Regions from separate parts of the Pan troglodytes genome. Here region 2 is linked to region 1. A link is a contact called in public HiChIP or PLAC-seq data. All regions are on one chromosome and are shown on one strand. The core of a region is the stretch at or near the end of the contact, and the rest is flanking DNA. Distances in the headings are between cores, read along the strand shown.

Region 1 (4,800 bases), core at 951-3,450:
GATGTTGACAGTGTTCCAGCAGTAGGGAAAGATGGATGTAACTGACAAGGGCTGGAGTTGCTTCCTCAGAAGAGATGTAACTGAAAAAGAAATTACCTAATTTTGCCTAGGGTGAGAGATGGTATTCCTGGAAGATGGAACAGCATGCACCAAGGCATGGAGGCAGGAGGTAGGGAGAACAGAAAATTCCATTTGTCTAGAGTTCCAGGAGAGTGATGGGAGATGAGGCTGCTGTGCATATCTGTAGGCCTGGGGAGCGCCTCCAGGTGACTCTGTGCTCTCACTCTTCTCTGGAAGGAAGTAGGAAGGGGTAGGTTCAGATTTCAGGGTCTCAGTTTTACTTCTTTCTACTAGACTATAGCTCTACCGAAAGTCTGGAATCGTCTTATTACCTGAATCCTCACTGCCTGGTACAGGGGCTGGTATGGACCCAGTGGACATTCAGAGGGATATCAGACAATTAGCTCACCCTTGTAGCCCCACACTTGGTGGATATCTGAAACTCAGGTCCAGTCTGCGCTCTCGTCTTCAAGATGAATAAAATAAAATTGCAGCTTTTTTGAAATAACTTAGGAAAATAAATATTCTCTTTTATTAAGAACTCTTTTCAAAACTACCCCTTCCTGGAAAGATGTTTCCAATGAATTAATATCTTAAAATTATTATCATTTTACCTTCCAGATTCTACAGATAAGGAAAATAGAGATGAATAAAACATAGAAGTATAAAAATGATTGACTTGTGATATCCCAGTTTTCTATTTCTTACCAGTGGCTGATGCTCAATAACAACTTTAGGTTTTTGATTATTTTTAAATAAATTTATTTTGGATAAGTGTGAATGTCATCAAAGAAATAATGCATGTTAGAGTTGGGTGATCCTTTTGAGCTTATTCTGGCTTATCCCTCTCATCTTATAGTTAAGGAAAGTGGAGCCTAAATAATTTTATGCAAGCTGCCCCAAATTTTCTTTCTTTCTTTCTTTTTTTTTTTTTTTTGAGACGGAGTTTGGCTCTTGTTGCCCAGGCTGGAGTGCAATGGTGTGATCTCGGCTCACCACAACCTCTGCCTTCCCGATTCAAGCAATTCTCCTGCCTCAGCCTCCCGAGTAGCTGGGATTACAGGCATGTGCCACCACACCCGACTAATTTTGTATTTTTAGTAGAGATGGGGTTTCTCCATGTTGGTCAGGCTGGCTGGTCTCGAACTCCCAACCTCAGGTGATCTGCCCGCCTCGGCCTCCCAAAGTGCTGGGATTACAGACGTGAGCCACTGCACCCGGCCCAAATTTTCTAATGAACAATGAAAATCAACCAAACAGCCATGACTCACAGCAAGCTACCTTTTTAATTGTGTCCCTTTAGTCTCTTAAAAATGTGTATGCGTATTCTTATACTAAAATCTTATCATACTCTTTATATTTTTGGATCTTGCCTTTTTCATTCAATATATTTTGAGGATTTTCTCCAAATTTATTCACATGTTTACTACTGGCATAGCCACATATTTAATGGCCCCAAAACATCTCATTTTATGGATAAACCATGATTTAAGTGATCTCTTCCCTGTTGTTAGGTATTTAGGTTGTGAGTTTTTGTTGTTGTATTGGCAATAAAACCTTCGCATCAATCATGAGGCTTCTTTCTAGTTATTTCTTAAGGGAGAAATTACTGGTTTGGCCGAAGGGGACGGACATGTTTAAGGCTTCAGATATATACTGCCAAGCTGACTAGCCCAGGAAAGTTGTACAGATTTGCCCTAATCAATACGTTTCATGACTGTTTTTGAAATCTTGCCAACTTTAAACCTAATAGGTCAGTATCAGTAATTCCCGTTAACGTAAGAGTTCAAATTTGCCCTAGTTTTAATCATTTAAACAATTTTTATAATTTTTAAATGATAAAATTTATCATGCAACAATTATGATGCAACCATGACTTTGAGAAGCCAAGAGATCTTATTCTCAAACTGTAAATGAATCCGTAAGAGCTAAGAGAGAAGAAACAGGCTATTAAATGGCCAAAGATCAAATCTGAAATGTCCAGGAGTTTTCCTGTAGGGGTCACTGTTACTGTCAATTTATGCCTGCAAGAAAACTAAAATAGTCACACATTAAAGTATGTATGCACATTTTTAATGTCTGATTCCTCTACATTTCTTAAACTGTAAAATAATAAGAACATGCAGCCAGATAGCATCGCGATACCAACTTCTTTATATAATGACACGTACCATTCCACTCAATGTGATCCTCAGTTTGAATTTATAAAATATATGCTACTCAAATGAAACGCACTTATGCCTGCTCTTAGTAGAGGAAGCACTAGCTAATTGCCTAACGCTCCATTAGCATATGGCCTATACTGACTTGAGAAGGAAAGAACGTTCATTGCTGTGGCCAATAGGATCCCCTCTCCCCACCTTCCCTTTTCTGCATCAAAATCTACACAGACAAAAGTCAGATGTTGTAATACGCATTTTATCGTGTCACTTAAGCACTAAGAGGTGCTTTTAAAGTTTTTATTAATGCTGCTCAAACTTGACCCCGACGGTCCAGGATACAGGCCAAGGTGTCAGTGCGGACACAATCGCAAGGCGGCTGTTAGGCTTCTGGGCTGGGCAGGAAACTTGCCAGGTGCTACTAGGAACGTATCAGCCCTTTCTACAAAGCAGGTGTCTTTCCCATCATAAAATGCAAAGCAATCAGCCGTTCCCTTTCTCCCCAGCCCCCTCGTCCGGAGGCCGAGAGGATATTTACCCTGGGCTCTTGCAGTTCTCTTATAACTGAACCCAGCGGCGGCTCCTTCTCCGAGCTCAGAGCCAGCAGGCTCAGGCCCAGCCACACTTCACAGGCAAATTGCCGAGCTGACCAAGGGCTTTGGCCAAGCCCGAGCTGGGCCGGGGCGTCCGGGAAGCGGAAGGAGCCAGTCTAGGAAATCCGGGTGTGCGTGGTGGTGAAGCTGGTGGGCAAGCTTCCACTTCAGGTCTGCGTAGAGACCTCGGGCTTTGTGTCTCGCAACAGACGCTTGGCGCCGCTCCTCTTCCAGCCTGCTGCCGCCTTCTCCGAGCGAGTGAGTTGGCGAAACTCACTCACCTGTCGGAACACGGTGCCTGGCGGCCAGACGCGCAGGTTACAGCAAACCTTGGCCGGGACCCCCCAGCCAGGGAGGCAAGTGTGGGGGCTGCTTCTAGAGGCGCCAGCTCCCACCCCCAGCTCCGCGCCCCCTGCTCGTCCCCTTTCACTTCCAGGCGCCTTCGGCTTGGGGTGCCCAGACGGGCCAGTCCAGCAGACGCCAGGGCTGCAGGTTCAAGATGCTCCGCCTCCTCCTGCCACTTAGAGCCACAAACGCTAGCGGGAACCTTTCCACTCGGTCTTAGTCTGCGGTCACTGCTGAGGTTTTCAGAACTTTCCAGGCAAAGGCCAGCCAGGTCCTTTGCCTTCAACCCACTCCGCGCCTACCTCCCGCCTGGGGACACCCCTAGGCCCAGGAGATCCTCCCCCTAGCACCGACGTTCCAACTGTCGTCTGCGCCCCCTGACTGCTGTCCGGCTCCTGTGCCAAGGGGCGCGCGCATCTTCCCGGGGCCAGCAACGCTCCCAACTTCTCGACTCGCCCTCCTCCTCCCCAGAGCGAGAGTGGGGCGGGCTGAGCCCGGTTTCGCGGTGCACTCGAGCGTTCCCAGCGCTCGGCATTCGCCCCGCCTCAGAGCCGACTTTCGAGGGGGGATTGAGCCTCGGAGGTCCAGGCGTCTTACTCCAAAGCTCAAGTCGGCCCCCGTCTTTTCTTTCCACACCCCTGTGTCCGTCGCATGCTGGCCGGGTGAGCGGCCGGGCCGAGGATTCGGGTGCCCGGGGCCGCGTCGCCCCGTCGGGTACTGAGCTGAGCGCACCATGGCCGGCTGCTGCTGCCTGTCCGCGGAGGAGAAGGAGTCGCAGCGCATCAGCGCGGAGATCGAGCGGCAGCTTCGTCGGGACAAGAAGGACGCGCGCCGTGAGCTCAAGCTGCTGCTGCTGGGTGAGTGGCTCCGTCTCCGACTCCAGTGAGCCGGGCGTTCCCCTCCCGAGCCCTCCCGGCCGCTCCACTGGCACCCGCGCGGCCCTGGAGCCCAGTGGGGTGCAGGGCGGCTTCGTCCTTCTCCCCCTCGGAGCTCACGGATGCCAGCAACTTGGGGCCTTAGGTGCCTGTTCTTTCCATCTCTGGCTGGGCGACTTGCAAAAGCACCACCTTCCCCTGCCCCAAAACAGGATAGGGACCTGTAACACTTAACTTCTTGACCGCTGTACCTTATGTGTTCCGGTGTGCCCCTCTCCTCAAAACCCCGTCCGCTCCTCCGTCCGCAGCACACCCAGCTTGGGGTCTGTGGTGACCCACATTTTGGGTTCAGCGCTAGCTCTGACTCGCACGCTTTCAGTTCTAGATGAAGCATCTTGAGAATTTACCATGTGCCAGATCGTGCTAAGTTCTTAAGGGCATCACCACCTGGTGATGCGGGCAGGTGATATCGCTATTCTAGAGAATTAAAACATGGAGGCCTGGAGAACTGACCAACTTGCCCTGATTGAGAAAAGGCAAAGCCGATGCTAGGTCAGCTGTGGGGGTGAAGCCCATGCCGTTGCTGCTCCTCTGACCGTGAGCTCCTATGCCTGCCTCCCATGGGGGTCCCTCAGGCCTTTGTGTTTGCAGCAGACCCAAACCTCCCTTGCCCAGCTTGACTCAGTGTGTCCACGTCCTAGGATTCAGCTTGGCTGCCCTGGTGCCTCTGGCAGGTCTTCATCCAGCTCTTTTGGTGTCTCTGCAAAG
Region 2 (4,212 bases), core at 1,022-3,521, 380 kb before region 1:
GTTTCCTTCTTGACACCCATATATGGCTTTATCACTGTAGAGTGTTGGTTTTTCTTACTGCCTGATTTCTCCCCAATACTTGAAACATTCTCCTATTGATTCATTGCATCCATTTAAGTATCTAAGTTGCCAGGGAGTGTTCATGATGTTGGGGGGATACAGGGGGGACAGAACAGACTCTGACTGTATCTATAGCCCGCTGAAACAGATGAATTCATCAAATAATAGGACAATTCAGTCAAAACATATTACCTGATAGCCTGATGGCTCATTTTAAAAGACATTTTTAAAAGTCTCAGAGGATCCCTGGGTAGGTAACCAGAGACTTCAAGCTTTCTGTCATTTGGTTTTCCAGTGTTCTGTGTCTCTCCAAAGCTCATATACATACATATATTCGGAGGATGCAAACTTAAAATTTTTTCTCCTGAAGCCACTTTCTATTTTTGCATACTGAATTTCAATCTTTAATTTCTTTAGTCACTTGATTTTAAATTTTAATTTCATAGCAAGTCTAGCTGTTCTCTGTAGGCATTCACATAAAAGGGCTGAGGTTTGCCCTCTCTGCTCTCCAGGGCAAGGTGAAATTTAATTATTTTCTAGGTTTTAAACAGAGAACCTAAAATATACATTTATATCTTGACTTGCTTGATTTAAATCGTGGTTTAGAGTGTATGTGTGTGAAACGGTGGAGTAATGGCAAATGAAAGAAAGAAGGAAGTTACACACCTGTTGTCTAAGAACTCTATATGAGTTCTTGATCTGTAGCAAAAGCAGAGTCATGACCGTACCTTACACTCTGGATCAGCAGGTTGCACCAGGGACACTTCAGAGAACACATGAAACGTGAAAAAGCGGTTCTCTTCATAAAAGACAATTTTCTTTGAAGACCTCAGGTTCCTTTAAGGCAGGAAGCAATATGAGTTTCATCTCCTGGGCCTGATTAAACAAGATTATTTTCGTGTGCTATTTATCAGTAGACGATCACAATGAAATGTGCATACGACAGTTTACTGCCTCAATCACATATTGCAAATCAAAAAAACTAGAATGCCGTTTTGCTGGGGCCGCCTTAGTTTCTCTTTTATTTCATTCTTTCCTTTCCTTTTATTCCACATTATTTTACATTTTCCCATAAGTCATCCATAATTCAATCTCAGTCTAGAAGAGTAAATTCGATTACTCGGCGGCTAAACATCGTGTGCCTTGTCAGAAACAAGAGAACTTGTAAAACAAAAACAAAAACAACTTAAAAAAACAAAAACAACCAACAACCACCAAAAAAACAAAGGCATGAAAAGTTGGAACCTATCGGGAGGCTCTTGGAAACTTGGGCAGCTTCCTTTCTCTGCTCAGGATTTAGATTTCTATCTCACGTTACTTTGCGAACAGCTTCGCCTGTGAATCTCCCCCTACACCTCTGGGCACCGGTGCCAATTCCTTCCCTTCCCCAGTAGCCCCACATAGTATAGAGGAGCTTATTTTCTAAGACTGCACCGGTGTCAGAGGTGACGTGAGAGTTTCTAACCGAATGGCGTTTTAGAAATAGGAACGGGAAACACACAAACGTCTGAGGAGCGACCCCGTGGAGCAGACAGGCACAGCCCGGGAGCGGCGGACGCCAGCGCCGGCGCCGCAGGGAGCGCGTGCGGGGCTCCGCGGGGCCGCCTCCCGCGACTTCAGCAGGGGCCGCGGCCGCGCTCCCGGGCCGGTGGGCTGAGGCAGGCAGAGGCCGCCATATTCCTGTCTCACCACGCCCGGCCGGACGGCAGCCGCAGGTCGGCTGCGGCCCTGGCACGCAACGGCGGCCGCCGGCTCGGGCTGCGCGTCGGCGGCCGGGTCCGGCCCCGACTTCGGCCGGGGGCGGCCGTGACTGCTGCGCCCGCGGACTCTGCCGAGGGTGCGGGAGCAGTAGGCGTCCGCAGAGCCCGCGGGGGCCGGCCCAGCCCGGGAGCCGCGCGGGCGAGGCGAGAGCCGCACTGGGAGGCGCGCCGCGGCGGCCGCGAGCCCAGGAAAGCCTTCCAGGAGGGGCCGGGCGGCACCGCCTCCCGGCTCCCTCCTCCCGCGCCCGTCCCCTCCGCCTCTTCCCCCTCCTCCTTTCGCCGCCGCCTCCTCCCTCCCGGATCTGTGCTCCAGTTCAGAGAAAGAAGAAAATGTGTGTGTGTGGCGAGGGGGAGGGCGCGCACTGAGCAGCCGCTCCGCGCCTGGCAATCGGGGCAGGGGGTGGGCGTCTGGCGGGGGCGGGGGCGGAGGCGGAGGCGGAGGAGCGCGCGGTTGCCGGGCGGGACGGGAACCGGGTCTGCGCGCGAGCCGGGCGGTGGGCGCGGACAGGGCCGAGGGCGCCCGAGAGCCGTGTCAGGCGGCGGCGAGGAGCGGGCGCGCCGGGCGCGGGGAGCCGTCGGCGGCCGCTCGCTGCGGGGACACCCCGGTGGATGAGCTCTCGCCGCCAGGCGCACGGCGTAGGGGAGCCTCGCAGGCGGCGGTGGCGGCGGCGGCTCGGGGGGCGAGGCGGGCCGCCTGTTCCCGGGGAAGGAGGCGCGGGCGTCTGAGCGAGGCCGGGCGCGGCGGCCTTCTCTCACGCGCCCCCCGAGCCAGCGCCCGCCTCCCGCGCCCGCCTCTCTTCTCCCGTCGGCCCAGACCATCCGCTCCCACCGCGCCCCCGGCCCACCTGGTGGCCCCGGCCCTGGCCGCCGCCCCCGCGGCGGTTCCCGGAGCTCGTCCCGGACGCGCGCCCGGGCGGCGGGGGCTCGGCGGCCACCGCTGCCTCGGGGGAGCGAGGGCGGGAGGGTGTGTGTGCGCGCTGTGAGCAGGGGGTGCCGGCGGGGCTGCAGCGGAGGCACTTTGGAAGAATGACTCTGGAGTCCATCATGGCGTGCTGCCTGAGCGAGGAGGCCAAGGAAGCCCGGCGGATCAACGACGAGATCGAGCGGCAGCTCCGCAGGGACAAGCGGGACGCCCGCCGGGAGCTCAAGCTGCTGCTGCTCGGTGAGTACCGTCCGGGGCCCCGCCGGGCCTCTGCGCCCCCAGCCCACCATCCTTGGCCCTGCGGGGCAGCTGCCTTCGGCGCCCCCGCCCCCCGGCGCCCGCGGTTCGCCCCTACCCTCCCGGGCGCGCCCCCGGCCACTGCCTTCACCCGCGCGGGCACGTTACACACAGACACACAGACACACACACACACAACGACAACACACGCAGCACAGGGGTCGGGGCTGCCCTGCCCGGTGCCTTGGCTTGTTCCTTTTCGTGTCCCTGAGGGCTGTGCTTTATCTGCTGTGCATCTGCTAAATGGCAGATCACTCCGACCAGAGGCGCGGGGGTGGAAAGGTGGGCAGAGGGGTTGAACTTCCAGTGTCGTGGCCGCGGCACCCCATGGGGTGGTGGCGTGGGGAGCCGTGTGTGTGGCCCAGCGGGTGGCGAGCGGAGCCGGGGCACGTTGGGGGATGGCCTGCGGTGGAGTGGCCGGTGTGCATCCATTATCAGTGCCCTATGGGGTCAGGAGGGAATGGGGGAACGGTGGGCAGACTCGCAGCTGGATTCCCGGAGCACTCATGGTGAGGTAGCCAAGTGGTTGGCCCTCCAAGGAAAGGGTCTGTGTACTGGGGGCGAGGCGGGAGGGCAAGCCCAAATGTGTCACACAAGTGCTGTTCTCTAGCCACCAGACCATCGAAAGGAGGGAGCCTAGAAGAGTTTCTTGGCCAGTGGATGGTGACAGGCGTTATTCTCGTCTGCACCATTCCTTCTAGATAAAGATGAGGGTAGGGGAGCGTTGTGCTGTGTGGTTGTTGACAGCGACCGGTATCTTTTGTTTAATGAGGCAACCTAGATGTAGGCCTCAATTCACAATAGTTACTACCGAAAACCAGTGCAGTCTCTCAGTTACTCTCTTGGCAATAGAAACCTTTTGTTTAACACAGATAGCATTTTAATATCTTTGGAATCTGGGCTAGAAGGAAAAACGGGAAGCATACAGGAAAAATTTCCCTCTAGTCTTGAAAAAAAAAATTCTGCTTCAACACTAAGTTAGCAAGAAAATGCCATTTCTCAAATAGAAATTTATTGATGATTATCTCTGGGAGGATGTTCAGAATCAAGCGATCAGGGTTCATATACAAGCCACAGTGACAGAACCCTGAGCTATTGTGGCAGGAAGAGCAAACAGCTTTGCAGTAACAGGCCTGAAAAATGTCTGCACTTGTGTTCTGGGTATTTGCATGT

Evidence for each region. HiChIP or PLAC-seq counts read pairs in DNA pulled down with a chosen protein or histone mark.
Region 2: an H3K4me3 HiChIP or PLAC-seq map of stem cell-derived excitatory neurons shows a contact between it and region 1, with 4 times the contacts expected there. The contact joins the promoter of GNAQ here to the promoter of GNA14 in region 1. A contact is called at or near these places in 1 of 7 Hi-C or Micro-C datasets (stem cell-derived neural progenitor cells) and 1 of 1 datasets of contacts at active chromatin or transcription factors (stem cell-derived excitatory neurons).

Annotation. Positions count from the first base shown.
Region 1 is chr11:68,130,895-68,135,694 of NHGRI_mPanTro3-v2.0_pri, reverse strand. It overlaps GNA14 (G protein subunit alpha 14), which reads left to right and starts at 2,200. Exons shown (of 7, transcript XM_528331.9): 1 at 2,200-4,014. The coding sequence starts at 3,891.
Region 2 is chr11:68,510,882-68,515,093 of NHGRI_mPanTro3-v2.0_pri, reverse strand. It overlaps GNAQ (G protein subunit alpha q), which reads left to right and starts at 2,271. Exons shown (of 7, transcript XM_016960988.3): 1 at 2,271-2,982. The coding sequence starts at 2,847.